2 separate regions of the Hordeum vulgare genome follow, and region 1 is linked to region 2. Evidence: chromatin contacts called from public Hi-C data. All regions are on one chromosome and are shown on one strand. Each heading gives the region's core, a stretch centred on a gene start, on an enhancer-like site or on the middle of the called end of the contact. The rest is flanking DNA. Distances are from core to core; before and after follow the strand shown. Region 1 holds the start of LOC123412267 (beta-glucosidase 28-like). Region 2 holds the start of LOC123408276 (ETHYLENE INSENSITIVE 3-like 3 protein).

What was found. Hi-C and Micro-C count contacts between places; a contact is called where the count stands out from the background.
Region 1: a contact with region 2 is called in a Hi-C map of leaf, with 4 times the contacts expected there. The contact joins the promoter of LOC123412267 here to the promoter of LOC123408276 in region 2. A contact is called at or near these places in 2 of 6 Hi-C or Micro-C datasets (leaf and seedling) and 1 of 1 datasets of contacts at active chromatin or transcription factors (embryo).

Annotation. Positions count from the first base shown.
Region 1 is chr7H:175,528,859-175,534,620 of MorexV3_pseudomolecules_assembly, forward strand. It overlaps LOC123412267 (beta-glucosidase 28-like), which reads right to left and starts at 4,385. Exons shown (of 11, transcript XM_045105214.1): 1 at 4,309-4,385; 2 at 3,918-4,214; 3 at 3,756-3,816; 4 at 1,743-1,801; 5 at 1,576-1,651; 6 at 1,423-1,500; 7 at 1,246-1,333; 8 at 521-1,148; 9 at 315-417; 10 at 1-107. The coding sequence starts at 4,064.
Region 2 is chr7H:174,902,011-174,908,112 of MorexV3_pseudomolecules_assembly, forward strand. LOC123408276 (ETHYLENE INSENSITIVE 3-like 3 protein) reads left to right here and starts at 4,421. Exons shown (of 3, transcript XM_045101422.1): 1 at 4,421-4,489; 2 at 5,105-6,102. The coding sequence starts at 5,197.

The DNA of each region.
Region 1 (5,762 bases), core at 3,135-5,634, 630 kb after region 2:
GATGGCCTTGTGCAGGAACTTGAGGTGGTTGACGTGGAAGGAGATGCGGGTGTCGTCCTTGAGCGCCTCTTTGATCGGGATTGTGCTGTTGTTCGCCTCGTCAGTGCCTGCATGCACCCAATTTCGTACACCAATTTCAGTTACTCTCCCTCTTGGATATATATATATATATATATAGGAGTACATATTACTTGTTGCTGTTCTAGTACAAGTTTGAGTGAGCGGATGAATCAACATGTTTATTTCAAGGATACGAAGAATCAACAGGGTTGATGTGCTGTAGATGGGGCGGAGAGTATGGTATTTTGGTTTACCGTTTTCGGTGATGTAGATGGGGCGGTTGCCGTAGATCCTCCGGATGTAAAGCAGCAGCTCACGCAGCCCCGGCGGGTAGTTGAGGAAGACCGGCGAGAACGCCTACATGTACAAAGAATAAGGATAGATCGACGAGATCTCTTGTGAAATGAGCTCGATGCAGCAGAGCAGAGCACACGCAAGATCGATAATAGTGTATGCATACCGGGGGGCCGATGGGGACGCCGTTGCGGTAGCCGGTCTGGTTGACCCAGTGGTCGGTGGCGTACGACGGCCGGCGCCGGTTGGGCGGGCGTGCGGCGGCCTGCGCGTAGTTGCTGGTGTAATAGTTGAGGCCGAGGAAGTCGTAGGACCCCTTGAGCATCTCCGACTGCTCCTTGGTAAACTCCGGCAGCCGGCGGCCGACGAGCCGGCGCATCGTGGCCGGGTACTCCCCGAACGCCACCGGGTGCATGAACCAGCCGAGCATGAAGTCGAGGCTGCGCTTCACGGCGTGGCGGTCGGCGTCGGAGGCGGCGTCGTAGGGGATGAACCAGTGGGATATCTGCACGATGCCGATCTGGCCCCGCTGCGCCGGCTGGTACCTGGTGCGGTACAGGTGCACGGCCTCGGCGTGGGCGATGAGGAGGTTGTGGCCGGCGATGTAGGGCTCCGTGGAGGAGTCCCCGGCGCCGCAGGCCTTGGAGACGTACGGCGAGCAGCGGCCCGGGGCCAAGGTGCCGGTGCCGTAGCCGAAGGCGCAGAACACCATGGGCTCGTTGAAGGTGGTCCAGAATTTCACCCGGTCGCCGAACAGCTTGAAGCACAGCTCCGCGTACTCCACGTAGTCCTTTCTGCACGTACGTACGAGTTGCTATACATGTCAAGTACCCCATTACTAACTCACAAACGACTTCCATTATGAACTCCTGCCAAAGGTAGCTTAATTACACGATGTTGTCGCTCAAGAAGCTTCCGTATTTGTCCTCGAGGGCCTGGGGGGTGTCGAAGTGGAACATTGTGACGAAAGGCATCAGCCCTGCAGCCACGTATCGAGGTTCGTCACACCAAGCTCCTTCTCTTTTTCAATTCAAAAAATGGATGAACAGAGAGGCACGTCTTGATTACCTCTAGCCAAAACCTCGTCGATGAGGCTGTTGTAGAAATCGACTCCTGCTTTGTTGATTCCTCCGGCGATGGTTCCATCTGCAGTGCAGCAACCTGTCAGTCAGAACAAAGCTTTTTTCTGCAGCGCACTTTCCATGCTCAAGCTTGACCTACTTGGAAGGATCCTGCTCCATGCAAGGGAGAACCGGAAGGCGTCCATGTTCATGTCGGTTACCAGCTTCAGATCCTCCTGCATTTGCAGAGTCCGCGGTGAGATCAGTCAAAGTACAGCATGTGGTTAACGACTGCCTCGAATTCGATCAGACAAGAAGAGGGCCCACCTTGTAGCGATGATAGAAGTCGTTTGCTGTATCCACGTTGCTGCCGTCAGCTATTTTGCCTGCGCTCATAATGTATTTTGCTCCCCGTCAGTACATTCCTTCATTTTTTCCGGGGGTGTGCTTGGGTAAGCCTTTCCCAAACGTATAAGGAAAACATATGCCCACCTCATATTATGTACTACAGGCTGTCGTATATATAATACGAAATAAATATATATTATATACATACAACAACCTGTAGTATACAATATAAGATGGACATATATTTTTCTTTCCACTTTTTATGGAGGAGAGAAGGTCTACCGAAGAAAAATGTTTTTCCCGATTCAGAACGAAAGCCGCTACGGTTTTTCTCATGGCTTCACGTCGATGTTTGAGCAGAGCATGCATGGTACGAGTCGTAGGACCCAGATTCTCCTCGGCTAAGAGGTCTACTAACACATACGTTTAAGCACCCTAAGAGAGATTTTAGTGCCGCGCTGCAAAAAACACACGCTATAATTGATTCAATGCATGGAGCAAAACGCGTCATACGTCCCTTATTTCGTACGCCCGTTCCCAACGGACAACGATGACTCGCACGCGATTTCTACCAACGTCGGATCCAGCCGCCGCCCGCACCTTCTCATTTACTCCGGCGACCCGACGACGCTTCCCCGGCCTATCCCCGCACGCCGTTGCTTTCCATCACACCATTCAACGTGCCAATATACATGATTGTCTTTAGAAGGATCTAATTGAGGAGTAATAGGCATGGAATGACCGACAAAACTAGTGATTTGTATGTTTGTTGTGGTATGTTTGATGTTATATTGTTGAACTATTTGTTGTATTAAAAGATAAATTATTTGTTTAAGTTGTAAATAAAATTAAACTATTTATTGTTGATTTTTTTATGTGTTTGGTCTTCTTGATTTTGTTCGAGTGTGAAATATTGTTTGTGTTGAACGTGCGCGTCATTTTTTTTACAGCGTCTAATGAAACGGCTTGCACGCGTAATATTTTCTAGCGGACTTTGAAATCAACGCTCTGCTACGCGTAAAAAGTTGCTATTTCAGGATTGTAAATATTATTTTAACGCGTCGCGCAATTGAAGATGCTCTTAGTTAGGGTATGTTTAATTCATTGGTTGGATGCATCAAAGGTGCATGAGTTTGAAAGTTTCCTATAAAATGTATTTTTAACTGTTTAACATGTTATTATAGAGCTCACCTCGACTATGACTATCTTATGAAAAAGGACCCTCCACCATCCTAAATTGAGCATGCCCAGATAGGATGCATGAAGCCAGGCATACTTGACCCAACCCTAACCCTAAAAAATTGTTCAGAATTTTGAAATTTGTTTGAATTCTCAAAAAATGTTCTAAATTTTGAAATATCTCTAATTTTCAATAAATTTTGAGAATTACAGAAAATTAAAAAAAATCAAAAGGTATTAATAATTTTAATATATTCAGAATTTAAAAAAATATCAAAAAATGTTCAGAATTTCATTTTTTAACTAAAAAAAATTCAGAATTTCAAACTAAAATTAGTGTAAATTGAAACAAAAACAGAATTACAAATTTTGTTTAAATTTCCAAAAAATATCACAATTTTAAAATGTCTTTAAAATTTTGTTCATGTTTTTCAAATTTTGTTCATCATTCAAAACATTTTTTTCGAACGAGAATTTTTTTGGTATGTCTAAACACATGCAGCCTAGCAAACAATTGTCTCAGCGCATACATTATTATTAAATAACAACAAATGCATGTCTAGAGTTAGCATGCCTTAAAGAAGAAGAAGAATATTATGATGGAAACTGCTACGAAACAAATCATTAATGAAAATGGGGGAAGCGATGTCTTGGTCCCTTTCTTTCTATAGAAATAATTCAACACTGCATGTGTTATGAGGCTGCATGTGTTTAGACATACCGAAAAAGCTGGACATAATGGTCTATTCATGTTATTAGTTCTATCATGTCGGCAGGAGTTATGAGGGCGAGTGATTAATGGAAGAGCTGGACCTGGTCTCCGAGTGAAGGTGTCCCAGATGTTCTTGCCCCGCAGATTCGCAGCTCCCTCATACTGCAACCAAGAAATGCAGAATGGCAGGTACAGTATAAGCAAATTCAGCAGGGCAGAGAAAACAAGTGCGGGTAAGCAAATGCACGAAGACATATTCATACCTGAATGGCGGAGGAGGCGGTGCCGAAGATGAACCCCTCGGGGAAGCTGTACCTGTTGAACCCGGCGCCATGGACGCCGCCGCTGGAAGCTAGCAGAGCTGCGAGCAGCAGGGCTAGAGCGGGGAGGAGAAGAGCCCCCCTCTCCATTCCAACCAACCAGGTCACTAGTTTCCCAGAGCTGGAGTGGACGGCTGCTGGCCCTTGTCGATCAACCCTGCTTTCTGGCGAGTATTTATACACGCGAGCTGTGCGATGGGAGCAGCGAGTGATGGTTCCACGTTCGGACGGTGACTTCTCCTGAATACATGTTGCAGACAGGGCATATGGAATGACAGCAGGAAAAAGTCAGATCATAAGAAATACATATTATAGTCGGGCATGTGATACACACTTCGAATTATTTCTGCGACTTGCCGATTATTGCTATAGTTGGATAAACCACGAAATAGGAGGGAGCACTATGGATACAGTTCGAGATGAAGATTGTATGGAGGTTCTACAATGGTGCGCGTGCATTATTGGCATATATATAATGCTGTAGTACCGCAAAATGAAATCCCTCGTTCTAGCTCAACGCGATTCCCGAAGATTGCCTGGAAAACTCGACGCAGACGTTGCAGGAGACATGTCTGATGGGGTCGCTGTGTAGCCAGAAAGGCGGTGAACTTATCCCGCCAGGCTGTTCATAAGTAGCCATCATCAGGAATTCTCAATGTTTAAATCGTCGACGGTAGGTTGATCCGATCGAATATGTTATTGATTTCTCATCAGGTCCCATACTCCCATCACAAGTAACGTGTACTTCCTTCGTCCCAAAATAAATGAATCAAAAATGACTTAATTTTGCACTAATTTTAGTATAAAGTTAAATAATTTTTAAGTCACTTATTTTAGAACGGAGGGAGTATGATATAATGATCCATTTTCGAAAAGTTAAAAACTGATTAAACATAAGAAAACGATTTATGATTGGACATGATTTATTATTGGATGGTCATACAGTCTACAACATCCTCATATAATAATCTTCAAATAGTCAAGTAATGATGGACCGACAACGATGGACGACCTAACTATCCTAGAAAGGGAGGAATCTTCTAATAAATGCTTGTGTGTTGGGAAATCTGAAACAAGAGAAATGTGAGGGTATTCCATAACAAGGAATCTTCGACCATAAAAATGGTGGCAATAATCAAGGACAAGACGAAGACATTGATTATAGCCGGGGCTAAACTTCTGAGCAATTTGATTTCGGGAGAGTGATCCCTTCCTGTGTGGTCCCATAAGCTTGAAACTATGTCTAATTTTTTTGTTAATTAATATGACGAGGCAAAGCTTTTGCCTCTGTTTCAAAAATAAGAAGAAGATTTGTGACTCGTAGAAGAAGTTGTCCGAGAACTTTAAGCAAACTATAGGATCGTCATCCGCAAAGTGCATTGGTACCATGCATTCGTTTAGGGCTTAATTTCCTGTAAATTCATGCATGTCGTACCTTTCAATAGAGACATCGCGGTTCATCCATCACACTTCGCATGCTTTTTAATTTCATCTTTAAATTAAAACTGCTATATCTTTTGAACCAAAAATCGTAATTCAAATCCGTTTGCATTTGTGTAGTTGCTACGAGAAATTTCAAACAAGACCAGTCTTGAATGCATTTCAACTACTTTACACACAAATCCAAGTTAGAAGAAAATCAGTGAACTTGTCACGCCAAGTTGTTCATGAGTAGCCATCAGGAATTCCCAATGTTTAAATCGTCGACGCTAGGTTGATCCGATTGAATATGTCATAAAATTATCATATCTGCATGATAGGTAATATATATGACATAATGATGCATTT
Region 2 (6,102 bases), core at 3,171-5,670:
CCCAGGCGGCCTCCTGGCACGGCCTAGGGCCTGGCCGCGCCAGTAGGTCGCCTGGACGGCCCTTGGGCCCCCTCTGGCCAATCTTCGGTGATCTGGAAGCTTCTGTTTCGCTGATTTTTATATATTTTTCCTGAATTTTTCGGGCTTCGGAAAATTGGGTAAAAGCCCGTGCAAAATAGACATCAACAAACAGAAACTGACACTGGGTGCACTGAGTTAATAGGTTAGTCCAAATATGTGTAAAATAATATAAAAGTGTAGCAAAACATATAACAATGTCACCCAAAAGATCATGGAACAAGCAGAAATTATAGATACGTTTGGGATGTATCAATCGTGTCCGCGCCTAACGACCTAGCGGCGACCGTTTCCTGAAACTAGATCATTGTTTCAGGAAAACGATTGTGCAGCTGCGTCTCCTCACCTCTGTCCCGCTCTCCTTCGCTCGTCCCCATTGCCACGTGTCGTGAGGAGCTCAGCCGACACCGGCCGTTGCCCCGCGCCGCCTCACGTCGCTGGATCCACACTGTCTCGCTCTCCTCCGGCCACCCCTACGCCCCCGATGTCGGCCGACCCTCCCCTACGCCCCAAATGCCAGCCCACCCTCCCCTACGCCCCCGATGCCGGCCACTCGCCCCCGACGCCGGCCGGCCATCCGCCCCCCGCTGCCGGCCGCTCCTGCTGCAGCCGCTCCATGCCACGATGTCGGTCGGCCCTCCCGCTCCCGCCTCACCCCCGCGCCACTAGTCGCTCGCCCCCGACGCCGACCGGTCCTCCGCACGTCGCTGCAGCTGCTCCCGCCGCAACCCCTTTGCCCCTGATGCCGGTCGGCCCTTCCCTCCCCCCATCCTCCCCCACCCCTCGCATCGCCAGTAGTTTGCCCTCGACGCCAGCTAGCCCTCCGCACGCCGCGAGCCGCACCATGAACGGTTGCAAAAATTTCTGTAACATAACCTTTGTTGCAAAAGTTTTTTGCAGCCTGACCTTTTGTTGCAATTCTTCCGCAAGAGTGCCTATGTTGCAGAAAGACGAAGAAAAAAATTCTACAACAAAGCGATTGTTTCTGGGACTCAGCCGTTGTTTCAGGAATTAATGGGTCCAAAGTTATTTTGCAACAAAGCGATTGTTTCTGTAACTCGACCATCGTTCCACGAATAATTGGGTGCCCGGTCGGTGCCCGCACCACGTAGATCGGACGGCTACACGCGTAGATCGAACGGCCGTCGAAGTAACGAATGTTTTCTAAACATCCACGAGTGGACTCGTAGCAACCCCTAATTTGATATCATAAAAAACTTGGGTTGCACGTGCATTAATTGTTACGTAGTAGGAAAATTACCCATGCGTTGCACCGAAAGAAACAAAACATCACACGTAACATATATAGTTTGTTATTACACACTACAGTGCAAATGCTTCTTTTCATAAATCAACATTGTCCCGGTCGAGGAATTGGGTCACTCAATAAAGGGCTATTAATGACTAAAACGATGAATCGATTGAGAATACAGTTCTTTGCTTGTTAGATTGTGGATTAGTAGCGGCTGCATTCAACGAGGGTCCAAAAATCTCTTGATGCATGAAGCGCTAAAATAGTATGGGACTTTTTTACATTGGCTAGAATATTTGTGGTTTGTAATTTTGTATACCATAATGCCCGTGATTTCTGAATAAATATCTACTGGCATGTACTCCCCCCGTTTCTAAATATAAGTCTTTTAAGAGATTTCACTAGTGGTCTATATACGGAACAAAATGAGTGAATCTACACTCTAAAGTATGTCTATATACATTCATATGTAATTTATTAGTGAAACCTCTAGAAAGACTTATATTTAGGAATGGAGGGAGTATGTGGAAGCAATATGCAAGAAACTAACTATCACATCAGGGATCTCAGGATGCTCCAAGCTTCCGCAATAACTTTAGTTACCTGTAAGTGATTTAGGAGCAGTGAAATCAAGTATCTCATATGTATTGTCCAAACAACAATGATCTATAAACATTTACCAGTAGTACAGGTCGGTGGACTCCGTCCTGGGGGCACGCACACCCCGACCTCAATGCCCGAGATCCTCCCGAGGAGAGTCGGCGTCGTCGTGAGCCATGTCTCTTGCCCGAGCCATTCGCATGCATCCGCGAGTGCGCATATGTACCTCCGACCCTGCACCCTCTTCTTTTCCCATTTCTGTGCACTCTCCCTTCCTGAAATCTTCTCTCGCAGGGAAGCAACCAGCCGACGGATCCCACCTCCCCCTTACTGATCCGGTCCACCACGAGCACCAAGGCGCCCTTCCTCCGCACACCTTCTCCGCCTCGTCTCCGGCAAGCCCACGCCGCAGGGCGTGTTCACGGCTGGCGTACCCACCTGAACTTGTCCATCTGTCCCCTCTTCCATCCTCCATCAATGCACATGAGAGCAACAAGGATGACCTACCTTACCTGAGCACGCACGCACGATGTCTACCTTCCCGTCCTCCACCGCGGCTTTAGCCCTCTCCGCCGTTGTCGATGAGGGTGCCGCCCCTCATCTTCTCGTCCTCGCTGCGGCTGGATAGAGGATTGCGGGTTGAATAGTGTGAAACGAAGGGATTTTTTTTTGTAAAACCGAAACGGTACCACAGACAGGGGTGGAGACAGGCCCCACGCCCCCAGGGCCTGGGCCCGGGTCGTGAGGCCCACTTACTTGTTGATTATAGCAATTATTAAGGATATGAGGTCCAAATCCAGACAACTTTTGAAGGCGGCCTGGGGCTTGCCGCCGGCCTGGCTCCGCCCCATCCATTTTCAGAAGGACTGCAGGTTGAATACCTAAAATCTCAGGGGCCTTTGTGCAAAACGGTCTGCAAAATGAACATGAGCACAAAATGAACCAGATTTGAAAAGATTTCACAATGTGACCCTTTTAGAAACACCACAAGCAGTGACGTTGCTGCCCCACTATGTAACGCGAGTCTACCATGGCGTTGCTGCCCTACTGTGAAACGCCTGTCTACCGTGGCGTTTTTTCTTTCTTGCAACGCCAGTCTATTGTGGCGTTGCGGACCCACTGTGAAACACCAAAAACTTTGGCGTTGCAGACTCACTGTGGAACGTCAATAGCACGACATCCAACCAGCCCATGGCATGCTGCATTCTAGTCAGTGCTGAAACGCCATGAACCATGACGTTTCGCGCGTGGCCAGCAACGCTAGCTACGTAAGGTAGACTGGCGTTTGAATGTGGGTCTACAACGCCACGGTAGACTGGCGTTTCTAAGTGCAGCGGCAACGCCACAGTCTGTGGCGTTTTAAAAAAAGTCAGATCATAAAATGTTTTTAATCAAAGTTCATTCCGTGCAATATTTTTTATCCCAGAAGTCAAAATAGTGAAAAAATCCGACGGACAAAAGCACTTTTTATTATTAAGAACAGACTAACACAAATGCCCTTGCGTTGCAACGGGAAATAAGTATGATGTATCATGTTTTGGAATAAACAATGTAAATGATCCTTCCTTGAAATTTAAGGCGTATGTTAAAATAATATAGAGTACAAACTAAAAATAACCTCAAAGTTTGGATTTTTGATGTATATGAATGAAGGCATGATAATCCATGTGCGTTGATAAAAGAATAAATTTTCAAATTTGCATTTACTACATGTTTTTAGAAGAATTCACTACTCCCTCTTGAAAATATAACCATGCTAGAACTCCAATTTGTATGTACAAAATCAATCTCTCTTGAAACATATTAAAAGCTTAGAAAAGTAAAAAAGAAAGAAAAAGGAGCCCGATGGGATCAAACCTGGGTCTTCAGGTTAGAAGACCAAGGAACTCTCCATCCCGCTAGAGCTTCAGTGTTGACATATTATGCCATAGCCGGGTATAACCATTACGTGTCGGGCGGTTACTTAAAAAAAACCGAATCGTTTTTTTGCTCACGGGTGGCATGGTGGGTAATTTTATGCAAACTTTAGGACATTTTTTATGACGTACTACAGAAGCAATAGGTGCTTTATTAGCGAGTATAGATATAGATAAAGACGTGCGTTGTACGTTTACTGGTCAGCGAAAAAAGGTAAGCGCACGAGGCGCATCGTCGCTGCGGCGTCGGGATCTTCCGTGGAGAGCGCGGCCACAACAAGTCTCACTCGTTCTCTCTCAAAAAAGAAAACAAGTCACACTCGCGCACGCCACATCCCAGCCAGCATCACAGGGTCATCCACAGACACACACACAGCATCCCGGAAAATGAGAGCGACCATTTTTCGCGCAACATAAAAAAACAGCACCATTATCTCCCGTGACGCCACGCCCTGCGTCACGCTTCGTGCTCCCCTAGCTGTGTCCACCGCGGCCGCTTTCCTCTGGCCCGTTCTGTCTCTTCACCCCGTCTCCCGAATAAAAACGGAAAATAACTGCGGCGGCGACAGCAGCAATCCGAGACCCCCTCCCACCCCCCAAACTTCCCCCCCGCCCGATCCCGCGGCGACCATTCGTCGACGAGGTACGGATAAGCGCCGCGCTTGTCTTTTTTTTCTTTTCTTTTCCGGATGGATTTTTTTGTGGGATTGATCCTTGCGTTCCCATCCGTCGGCGACAGATTGGTTGTTGCGCATGATGATTCCATTCGTTGCGCCCGGTTTTCTAGGGTTTGCCTGGGATTCAGATTGCCGCGCCTTCCGCACCACAGTCGTCGGATCATCGGCGTCTCTGTATTGATTGGTGGGGTTGGAAGTTCGGAACGAATGCCCCTCACATAGATTGATCTTGTTGTGCTCATGTTTTTTTTTTAAATCGTAGTATTGCTCGGTTGGCTTTTGTAATGTACTCCCAGTGATGGCTTGCACACCGAGAAAATGATGGCGTTGGCTCCGTACAAATTGTCTTCATAATTGCTGAAATCTTGTAGCAGTAACATGCTAGGATGTTCTCGTCACAGTGCACATTATTTGTTATGATCAGGTCAGAAGAAAAGCGCCGTTTATAAAAACATAGAGTTGGGATAAGTCGCTTTGACAGTTCTGTCAGATGCACTGTATGGTCATAATTCTATGGTTGTTCTTTTTTCAGCTGACTAGCATTGCATTCTCAGATATTGACCGCATCAGAAATTTTGCAGGTTGCAGATATTCTTCTTCGATTGATGGTGCAAAGAAAATAAGTGCGGCAAGTTGACTAGGGTGATGTTATTGAGTTTAGTAAGCACTAGAGATGATGGATAACCTAGCTATTATCGCGAAGGAGCTAGGTGATGTGTCAGATTTTGAGGTTGATGGCATCCCAAACCTCTCTGAGAATGATGTCAGTGACGAGGAGATTGAGGCTGAGGAGCTGACCCGGCGAATGTGGAAAGATAAGGTCAGGCTCAAGAGGATCAAGGAGAAGCAGCAGAGGCTTGCTTTGGAGCAGGCGGAACTGGAGAAGTCTAATCCAAAGAAGTTGTCTGATCTAGCCCTTCGCAAGAAGATGGCAAGAGCCCAGGATGGGATTTTGAAGTACATGCTCAAGTTGATGGAAGTATGCAATGCGCAGGGTTTTGTTTATGGGATCATTCCTGATAAAGGGAAGCCTGTCAGTGGAGCATCGGAAAACATTAGAGCTTGGTGGAAGGAGAAGGTTAAGTTTGATAAGAATGGGCCAGCAGCAATTGCAAAATATGAGGTTGAGAACTCTCTGTTGGTTAATGGTCAGAGCAGTGGGACCATCAATCAATATAGCTTGATGGATCTCCAAGATGGTACCCTGGGCTCATTGCTTTCTGCATTGATGCAGCATTGCAGCCCTCAGCAGCGCAAGTACCCACTGGATAAGGGTATTCCGCCCCCGTGGTGGCCATCAGGGAATGAGGAGTGGTGGATTGCTTTAGGCCTTCCGAAGGGTAAAACACCTCCATACAAAAAACCTCATGATCTTAAGAAGTTTTGGAAGATTGGTGTGCTGACGGCTGTGATCAAACACATGTCTCCGCATTTTGATAAGATAAGATATCATGTGCGGAAGTCAAAGTGCTTGCAGGACAAAATGACTGCAAAAGAGAGCTTGATTTGGCTGGTTGTTTTGCAAAGAGAGGAGTATGCTCACAGTATTGATAACGGTGTATCAGATACTCACCATTGT